2 separate regions of the Lactuca sativa genome follow, and region 2 is linked to region 1. Evidence: chromatin contacts called from public Hi-C data. All regions are on one chromosome and are shown on one strand. The core of a region is the stretch at or near the end of the contact, and the rest is flanking DNA. Distances in the headings are between cores, read along the strand shown. Region 1 holds the start of LOC111921849 (probable glutathione S-transferase). Region 2 holds the start of LOC111912088 (PH, RCC1 and FYVE domains-containing protein 1).

Region 1 (5,391 bases), core at 2,652-5,151:
GATCTATTTCACAAAGTAAGGACCATAAGTAAACATTGTGTGCATGCTAAGAGCATGGGACAAGTGTAGTAATAATTCAAGTAATAAGTTAATTAACCGAAACAACAAATAATGAGTAATCGATATGGTGATAAATAAAAGGTGTTTTATTTATACTCAAAGGTTTGGGACCATATAGAATTAGTATTATTCTCGTGTTTCACTTTGCATGTTTTGACTTCCTGAATAATTAATTATTTCAGAATAATCAAATTATTCGAATCATCCACAGCCGTTCATATGTTGGAAGTAGGTATGAATGAAGACTGTCATGAATTGGTTTGTAGATTGCCTAAAGTGTATTAGACATAACAAAGGTTTGATGCAACGTTTGTGAGTGCTTATGAATATGATTTTGAGCATTGGATTAAACCCACGCTCACTTGAATCACCTCATGGATTTTATCACGAGTGATTGGTGAGACGATAATATCTTATGTTCTTGAAACCGAGATGTGTGAGTTGTATCTTGCGAGTCGGTTACACATTGATAATATGTAAACGCACCAGTAACTTGGTGTCATAAAGAATATTGTTGTTTGTGATTCGGTGAGTGAGTGCAAGCAAGCATTGAATCAAAGTTTATCCGTTCCTTTTGCCCAAAGTAGGATGAAAGCGATATTTGTGGGCCCCTCGATGATTTAGTGATGGCACCTAAGCGCTTGGCCAAGCCGGGACTAATTTGATGTGTTCAATTGTAGTCTGTTGTCAGTCGTCGTAAATCGGAAATTGGGAAACAACACATAGACTGAGAGAATGATTTCAATCCATGTCTCATGTCTATACGATATCAAGAAAGGAGGAATATATGATTCCTTATCTAAAGGACACGCTTCTGATAAGATCAGAGTTGACAGCGGCTTTTGAAAACTACGATTGCTAATCAGGATCTGAGGTTATACGCAGAATAGTTGTTAGACTTATCCAAGTGGGAGACTGTTGGATTAGTGTCTAAGTCCATAACTATTTTGGTATGTACTTGACCCGATTGTGCATGGTCCTTTTGGGTTGCCTTCACACTGGTGACTAGATAGGATGATTGTTGAGGAGAGTGGCTAGTTTATTATTAAGAATAATAAATTAGGGTATAAATATAATTTGTTAATATATTATATGAATAATATTAATTTGGAATCATATTATTAATTAGTATTTAATCAGAAATTAATTTAGAATTAATTTTGGGATTAAAGGAACTGACTGAAAGTGCAGGGGCTATTTTGTAATTATTCAATAGTTGAGGCTTTGGGCCATTGGATCACCTTTATTAAGGCTTGAACGAAAATCCTAGAAGGATCTAGGAGTTTTCGTCCAAGGGCTTAAGGAAAGGAGTCCATGGACTTGCTTAGGCCCTAAGCTAAGGGATTAGGGTTTACACCTTGAAACCCTAGTTAGCCTTAAGTATAAATAGCACCCTAAGGCACTAAAATTTCGTCCAAGCCTTGGGAAACCCAAAAAGGGACGAAATCTAGGGCAAGATACCATTCTCTCCCCTCTCCCATATTCATCCTTTCACCTAGTGTGTTTGTGAGCCATTAGAGGTACTACACTTGTGGTACTTGCTTTCAAGAGCTAAGGAAATTCAAGAAACTAGTTGTTATTACTATATAACAACAAAAGGTATGTATTCTATTCTTCTATGTGGAATTTGAAAATAGTACTAGCATGCCAGGTTTCTTTTTGTGCGCATAAAGTTGTATAACTAATAGTGAAAACATAGATCCAACTCTAGGGTTGCATGCACACACAGTATTGTTTGTATATAACCCATCAAAAGATGTATACATTATATGTTTATTAGGAGTGTTAAAAGTTAAAAGACACATTTGCCCTCACTTGGTGTGCATGTGATTTGATTTAACGGACCAAAAATGAGGGAGTGAGCCGAAGAACTATTGGTGAAAAGTTTTTAAATCACATGAATCCTTAAAAACAAAACAAAAAAAAAGTTAGGGATTGAAACCATAATATGAAAAAAGAGAAATCTATTGAAAAGTCCTTATGTTTAGGTCTCGTAACCGATTTAGTCATTATTTTTTTTTAATCAATTAAGTCCCAGAAACTTCAATTATATTCATTTTGACCCCTTTTTATGCAAATAAATCCAAAATATAATGATTTTTTTTTTAAAAATATATTATTTTAATTTTTTTAAATATTATCTTAGTATATTTTTTTGTCTAACAGACTGTATTATTTTATGTTAATCTTATGATATTTTCTCTGTCTAGACAGTGGATATCTGTTATGAAAATATTTATTTTTTCTTCTAAAAATAATCGTTTTTTTATTATATTTATGTTTGACGCATTGTATTATCATACATTAATCTTATATATATATATATATATATATATATATATATATATATATATATATATATATATATATATATATATATTCATTGTCGATAATTTATATTATGAAATACATTTTTTTTCTTTGAAAACTATTCGTTTTTATAATAGTTTTGTCTAATAGATTGTTATCTTATATTAATCTTATAAAAACGGTTCTTTTTAGAAAAAAAACTCTTTTCATAATAGATATTTTCTGTCAGAAAAAGAAAATACCATAAGATTAATGTAAGATACCAATCTGTTAGACAAAATTATTATAAAAATATTATATTTAGAAGAAAATAAAATATTTAATAATAGATATTATCTTTCATAGAAAAAAACATCATAAGATTAATATAAGATAATACAACTAGTTAGACAAAAATATTATAAAAACAATAATTTTTAGAAAAAAAAAACTATTTTCATAATAGATCTTTTCCATCAGATAAAAAAAATATCATAAGATTAATGTAAAATATAAATATGTTAAACATAGATATTATAAAAAAAGTTATTTTTAGAAGAAAAAAAATTCATAATAAATATTATTTGTCAGATAAAAAAAACATCATAAGATTAATGTAAGATAATACAACTTGTTAGATAGAAAAAATATGAAAATAATTAATTTTAGAAGAAAAAAAACTATTTTCATAAAATATATATGTTAAAAAAAATATCATGATTAACAAATGGTAATACAATCTCTTAGACAAATTAATACTAACAATCTAACATAATAAAATAATATAAAAAAAATTAAAATAATATATTTTTAAAAAAGTCCTTATATTTTGTATTTGTTTACAAAAAAGTCCTTATATTATGTTGACCACCGGTTTACCGGTAAAAATGGTCAAAATGAATATAACTGATGTTTTTAGACTTAATTAACTAAAAAAAAATAAAGACTAAATTGATTATAACAATTAAACATAAAAACATTTCATTAGGCTGCCCGGAGTGGTGATACAAACTCACGCATGAAGCTAAGTCGGCTTCCTTGGAGACGCGTGAATACTGCCCCAAGGGCTGGTGCTCTGGCGTGTGACGTCTCTTCAAAGACGGAAGAAGACAAAGCTTGCTATTGGCTGGCTTTTTTTTTGACCGTTTGAAGCCTTGGAAACAATTAAAAGAAAACCCTTTCTTTGAAGATGTGAAATATGCAGGTTCAAGTGAAGAAGAAAGGCGTCTTTTAATCGAAGGAGAGTATGAGACAACACCTCTTTCAACAGTTGTCAAACTAGTTCCCTTAAGTTTGGGTCAAAAGCAAAACAAACCTCATCCCTAATTTCCTTCTCAAACAGGTTTTTAAATTTGTAAATTCCGCCCTAGACTTTTATATTATTATTATTTTCTATATTTTTTTATGTTCTGTTAGTAATTTAGGTTTAAATTTCTATGTTTTTTTTATTAATTTAGGTTTTAAATTTAATTTATGTAATGGGTTTTAAGTAATGTAAATTATTTTATTATGTTTTAAATTTTGTTTTTTATTTAATTTAATCATAAAAAAATAAAAAATGAAAAAAAGAATATTGTGGAGTAGTAATCATTCTCAATATCTAGTGAGTTGATGGCGGGTTGGTGATGAAGTTGACGTGTCACTGAGTTGACAACATTTTTTTGATTGCTTGACTGTAACAACTCTTCACAATCTTAGAATTCCCATGAAAAACTACGGAACCATTTATAAATTTTTGTCAGGAAATAATAAACAAAAAAGTCTCGCTATCACTGCTTTTTGGTCAACATTTGGAATGTAAATGACGAAGTCTCGACTCTTGAGCAAATGATTCATTGTGACTTGTACCTAATGCATGATAAGTTGTACACGGGGTTTTATCCCTTTCACTCCTTAAATAAATAAAGTTTGATTTAAAAAGTCAAAACACCTACAGTCGTTAATTTTCAAGCAGTCCTATGTAAAATAATTTTTTTTAATGCAAATTTTCTTGTGTGCCGGAAATGATCTTTGTTTGAATATCCTCACACTCTCACAGCCTGTGTTAATTCTCCGCTTAACTTTTAGCCTCAAAACAACTTATATATGAGAAAATCAAAGTTTTTTCTTGTGAGGGAGAACACAACGAGCTCCTATATAAACACAAAGCTTCTTTCTTTCACAATCATCAAACACAAACACAAAGAAATAAAAGTGATTTAAAGATGGGAAAAGATGATGTGAAGCTTCTAAGCATGTGGGCTAGCCCTTTTTGCATGAGGGTGAAGGTGGCATTGGCAGAAAAAGATATTGCTTATGAAGAGATTTTAGAGAATAATTTGTTAGGTGGAAAGACCGAATTGTTGCTAAAATCAAACCCTGTCCACCAACAAGTTCCTGTCCTCTTGCACGACAACAAGCCCATCCTCGAGTCCACTAACATTATCACTTACATCGATGAAGTTTGGCCTTCCAAACCCCTCTTGCCCACTTGTGCATATGAGAAAGCCCGGGCCCAATTTTGGGCCGACTACATTGATCGCAAGGTAAGCCCTCTTTTTAATTAAGCTTACTATGACAAATACAGATACTTGATTGGAATACTCATAATTGATCCCGATAGGTCCATATCCGAGGATGTGAGACGTGGTTTTGGGACCAATTATATTACATGGTCCCAAAACCAGTTGTGGGGTTGTGGGATGTCAGCCACCTGACTTACCACAACATAACACAACTCGTTCCGAGTGGTATATTTTTAGAAATCGTTCATCATTATGTATATGTATATCCTAGGTCCATTCGGCGGGTCGGGCCATTTGGACTGCAAAAGGAGAAGATGAAGTAGAGGCCGCTAAGGCATCGTTCCTTGATATCCTGAAGTTCTTAGATGGTACTTTGGCTGAAAAAGACTACTTCGCCGGGGACAACTTCGGGTTTGTGGACATACTGCTTGTTGGTCTAACTTCGTGGTTCCCAGCCTACGAGAAATATGGTAGCTTTAAGGTGGAGGATCACTACCCTAAATTGGCGGCATGGATCACACGGGTCCATGTTAGGGAG
Region 2 (5,479 bases), core at 2,422-4,921, 210 kb after region 1:
AGAGTGGATACCCATTCAATCGCCATTTTATAGGCAATTTCCTTAAACACCCCTTATAGACCAGCTTCGTGAATGAGGCCTACTAACGGTAAGACTGACTTTTACTCATACATATATAATGTTAGACTTTTAATGTTATATATATAGTATAAGGTATATTTTACACTTTTAAAATACTAGGTGGTTTAATTTAACAATTATACTTTTAATTCAATTAAATTGTTAACCTAAACTTTTATGGATTTATTAAACCTATTTTAATTATACACATTAATTAATTAATAAAACCATAAGGGTGTGATTTGAACTTTTTCAAAACTATACTAGAGTTTTAGAATTTAACATTCCTAATTAAACTTTTAATCAACTTTTAAATTCCAAAACCTGAGGGCAAGTTTTGAAACATTTCAACACATTAGGGTTTAGAATTTAAATATACATCAAAATTAAACCATTTAATCAAAATTTAAATTCCAAAACTTGAGGGCAAGTTTTGAAACCTTTTTCAAAACATTAGGGTTTCAACTATTTAAATTTCAAAACAACAAAACTTTTGGGTTTAAATTTAAACTATGAAACCTAAAGGGATTAATTTGAAACTATTCCAAACTTTGTCAAGAATATTCTAGATCACATAGTTCAAATAAGACAATTAACTATAATTGGTGGTTATCTAATTAGATCTAGTTCAAATTCTTGCAAGATAATGATCAAATAATTTCCATAACTTAACATATATCAAATAAGGTAACAATTATCTAATTAGATGACCAAAATCTTTTATTTTGACAAGGATAATCATAAGGGATTAACAAAATTTGAATTTTATTAAGTTTAAACAATTATGGCAATTATCCAAAGTCAAAATAGGTAAAAATCCCGAAAATCCGCCTGTCTGACAGCTAAACTCGCCGAGTCCCCTTATGGACTCGCCGAGTAGGGGCCTACTCGCCGAGTCCACAATGGGACTCGCCGAGTACATCAGGCAGGAGGCAAAAAACGATTTTTTCAAGCATGAACAAATTAACAAGGCATCAATACAATAGAAACCAATCAAGGCTCTGATACCACTGATGGGTTTTGGTCATAAGACATCCTATGTGCTCATACAAACCCTAATGCTTGGATCTAGGTTTCTCTATTGTACATGCTTTGAATCCAAGAATATAAACCCTAATTCTAGCATATGGAAATCGATATTAACATATAATTAGGTTTATGATATTACCTTGATTGTTATGTAGTAATAACAATCCTAATTCCTCCTTGAATTGACTTTGGAAGGCTTAGAGTCACAAGTGTCACTCCTCTAATGGCTCACAAACACCATAAGCAAGAGGATGAAGAGGAGAGAGGATGGAGGCTGCCAAAACCGTGTGAAAACCCTAGCAAGATGCTTAGCCACATTTTTTTTTGTCCTCAAGGGATCTATATATAGTGAGGCAATTAGGGTTATCTAACATGGAAACCCTAATTTGGATGCTTAAGCCCTAAGCAACCCATGGAGCCCTTTCCATAAGGCCTTGGACGATTTCATATGGGCTTCCCCCATAGAATTCGTCCACCTTATGATATAAGGCAATCTATGGCCCAAATTGCAATTATCTTATAATTACAATTCCAGTCCCTTAAGTTTAATTAATCTCTTTTAGTCACAAAACTAATTACCAATTAATTATTGACTAATATTAATTAAACAATATGATTTCTCCTTTAATATATTATTCTCATAATATATTAATAAATCATATTTAATCCTTTCTCTCCATAATTCATCCTATCAAGTTGCTTTGGTGAAGGCAACCCAAAAGGACCATGCACCATCGGGTCAAGTACATACCAAAATAGTTATCGACTTAGACACTAATCCAACAATAAAAAGACCAAAAATATGATCGTTTTTGGATGCAGGTTACAAAAAGGTTTCGCAAAGGAATGAAGCTTCATGAGTATCGTTGAAAACACCAAATTTACTCAAAATGGGGAAGACAAACATGGAACTCATATTGTTTAATGATTTATACAACAACATGAAACGTCAATTGGAAAAGCGGAGAAAGTGATGAAGTGATTTTGAAGAAAGCTCTAAAAGTGTACCAAAAAGAAAACAAGAAGGCTTTCAAATGTATAAACTTTTTGAATCTCGTGAAAGATAACAAGAAATAGCAAGTGAGCAAAACATCCGAACAACATATCGATATTGGTTCAAACGATCAAGAACATCCGAATCCGACCACACTACATCCTAGGGGTGTTCGTTTGGATGGATCGGTTTGATCCGATCCAATTAAGTAAATCCAAATTGATTTCGGTTTTCAAAACATGGATCCAAATTGTCCAAACTAAATTCAAATCCAATCCGATCCGATCCAATTACAATTCGGTTGGATCAGTTTTTATAATTCGGTTTTCAAAAACCGAAACATTTTAAAACGACATATAATAATAATATTACCCAACTTTACACAAGAAGCAAAAACAAATCATTTAGTTGTGATTTGAAATTTATAAACAACTAATAAGAATATATATTATAGTTAAATATTTTATAAATACAAAACTTTCGAGAGAAAATGAATATTAATGTTTTTTTTATTGGGTGAAACGTTTTAAACCTATTTGAAAAAATAAATTACAAAATTAATAAATAATTATATATATATATATATATATATATATATATATATATATATATATATATATATATATATAAGAAATGTTTATTCGGTTTTTTTGGACTATTCGGTCCTTATTTTATAAACCAAAACCAATCCGAAATCCAAAATACTAATTCGGTTTTGTTGGAAAACCAATCCAAAAATCCGAATATCCGAACCAAATAGTCCAATCCAAATTGTCCAATTAGATAATTCGGTTTTATTCGAATAGTGAACAGCCCTACTACATCCGATGCTCGTGTTGGTTTCGACCTCAACAATGATGTACCTATTCAAGTTTGACCACATTCCTTACCAATGGGAATGGACAAAACAAAAAAGCAAAGGCAAAGGCAAAAGACTCAAATTCTTGAAAGAAATCGGGGACGCCATGAAGGATAGAAAAGAAAGAATTGACAAAATTTTATAAATTGCTTCTGAAAGAGAGCTTCAGAAACAAAGGGATAGTAACATGATGATACTAATGATAGACACATCGAACATGACCGATGAGGAGCTTTAAGTTATTATGACGATGAAAGCCGACATCCAAAAATGTTATGATAAGGAGGTAGATTTAAGATTGTAGGTTTTAATCGTTCGATGTGTTTTTTTTTTCAAGTTTGTAGCATTTTTTTAATGCTATGTTATGTTTTTTTTAATTAATGCAATATAATGTTTTTATTTTTATTTTGAACTAATAAAATATTATATATTTTTTAAATAAAAATGAAATTTTTATTTAAATTTAATTATTAAAAAAATGTGACACAATGAATCACACTCCCTCCGCCTAACAAATCTTAAACAACTTTTAATCTTTGATGAAGTAATGAACACGTACATAACAACATTTAAGATTCTAAGTACATGGTGAAAAAACTCTAGGTATTGTTTTAAGTAATTTTTCCCTGAAATAGAAGCTTATTAAGTGGGGGTAAGAACAGTTGGCACGTGCGATTTGGGTATTAGTAAACAACAACAGTACACCACTTTTTCTTCTGCACGACATACGAAGAAGCCAAGAATTTGTCATGATGAAACTATACACACCAACGACAAGAACCAAAGAAGAAATCAAAACCCATTCATCCCAATATCTTTCCTCCTCCTCTCTCTCTTTCTCTCTCTAAAACCCTTCTTCTAATACCAATCCATGTGACATTCTGTTTTCGACCCAGAATCATCAGCATCCAACACCCTCTGCAGATTCTCCCACACATTCTCTTCTTTTTAAGGTTTCATTTAACTTGTATGTGCGTGGGTGTACACCAATCAGGCTTCTTTTCATCCATTCTTTCTCCTTTTTGTATGTAGAAAAATGGGTGAAAGATTCTTGTCAGTGACTCCCTCTGATAGAGCTCTTGAACAGGTCCATGTTCTAATCTTTTTTTTTTCGTTGTTCTTGTAGTTAATCTTGATGAATGTTGTGCCGATTATGCTTATTTTCTTTCAAAATTCAGTGTTTATCTCACTTGGTGTTCATCTTTTTTTGTTTTTCAGTCTGTGATTCATTTCCATTAGAAAAAGATCCAATTTTTACCTCAATGTGTGTTTGATTTCTTCATCTTTAGGTCATATGTCATGGTTCTTGAAAATCTTTTGGTAAAAAGAAGCCTTTTCATGCTTAATTACCTCCAATTTTTCAAAATTTACCTAATGGGTGTTCAATTTTTGTTGCGTTTAAGTGGGTTTCCAAAAAATCTACCAAAAATGAAAACCTTTATTTGCTTAATTACCTCCAAAATTTTACTTTTTTCCTCAATGGGTGTAAGATATTTTCAAAATCTAGCTTTATAATACTATTAGTCTCTGTTTGCTTCTGTCAATTTTCATTGACTTCACAAGCACCCCATGAGACCATTTTCCTTTTAGTTGTAAAGATGCCATGAAAAGATACTCGAATCCAAAGGTCCAATCATACCCAGTGATGTTGACACTCAAAAAGTTCAAACTTGTGGATGAAATCGCATATGAAATGCTCCATATTCTTCCTGAAACTTTAACTATTTAAATCGATTTCTGAAGACGAAATCAATAAATTGGGTTTCAATTATCGAACTTAATAACATAATTTAGTAACAAAAATCTTTAATTCATTTCAGGCGATCGTGGCTTTAAAGAAAGGGGCGTATATATTGAAATACGGTCGAAGAGGAAAACCCAAACTATGCCCATTCAGGCTATCAACGGTATACTTTTTGAGAAATAATATTATATGTTCTTGAATTATTTTCGTTAAATTCTATGATAATTAAATGTAATTTTATTTTATTTTTTATTAAATTTCGTGTCCAATTTGGGGTTTCAGGATGAAAGAACTTTAATGTGGTTTTGCGGCAATGAAGAAAAAAAACTGCAACTAAGCTCTGTTACGAGCATTGTTCGTGGCCATGGAACTGTAAGTATTTAAAGTAAAAAAAAAAGTATTTTTTTTATCAATTTTAATTCAAATTATTCATTCATGATTTTGTAATTATGATAAATTGCAGAGGAAACTTCAACCAGAAAGAGAATGTCATTCGTTTTCGCTGATATACATGAACAACCAAGCTCAATGCTCTCTTGATCTGGTAAGTTTGACTTATTATTCAACAATTTTTCAGTTCTTGACTTTCAAATATTTCGATTGATGACTAATTAATCAACATTTTTGTTTTGTATTCTTGTTTCGCAGATATGCAAGGATAAAATGCAAGCAGATTCATGGTTTTTAGGCCTAAAAGCTTTGATATCAAGGTGCGAAGATTTCAGACACCCTGAAAACCAAAGAGTAGCGCAAAGTTGTATAAACAGTCCTTCTAGTTTCATCAGAAGAAAAT

The links. Hi-C and Micro-C count contacts between places; a contact is called where the count stands out from the background.
Region 2: a Hi-C map of leaf shows a contact between it and region 1, with 4 times the contacts expected there. The contact joins the promoter of LOC111912088 here to the promoter of LOC111921849 in region 1. A contact is called at or near these places in 2 of 4 Hi-C or Micro-C datasets (leaf and seed).

Annotation. Positions count from the first base shown.
Region 1 is chr3:94,600,934-94,606,324 of Lsat_Salinas_v11, forward strand. It overlaps LOC111921849 (probable glutathione S-transferase), which reads left to right and starts at 3,902. Exons shown (of 2, transcript XM_023917424.3): 1 at 3,902-4,874; 2 at 5,125-5,391. The coding sequence starts at 4,554.
Region 2 is chr3:94,808,852-94,814,330 of Lsat_Salinas_v11, forward strand. LOC111912088 (PH, RCC1 and FYVE domains-containing protein 1) reads left to right here and starts at 3,672. Exons shown (of 8, transcript XM_023907832.3): 1 at 3,672-4,029; 2 at 4,763-4,849; 3 at 4,969-5,058; 4 at 5,150-5,230; 5 at 5,335-5,479. The coding sequence starts at 3,979.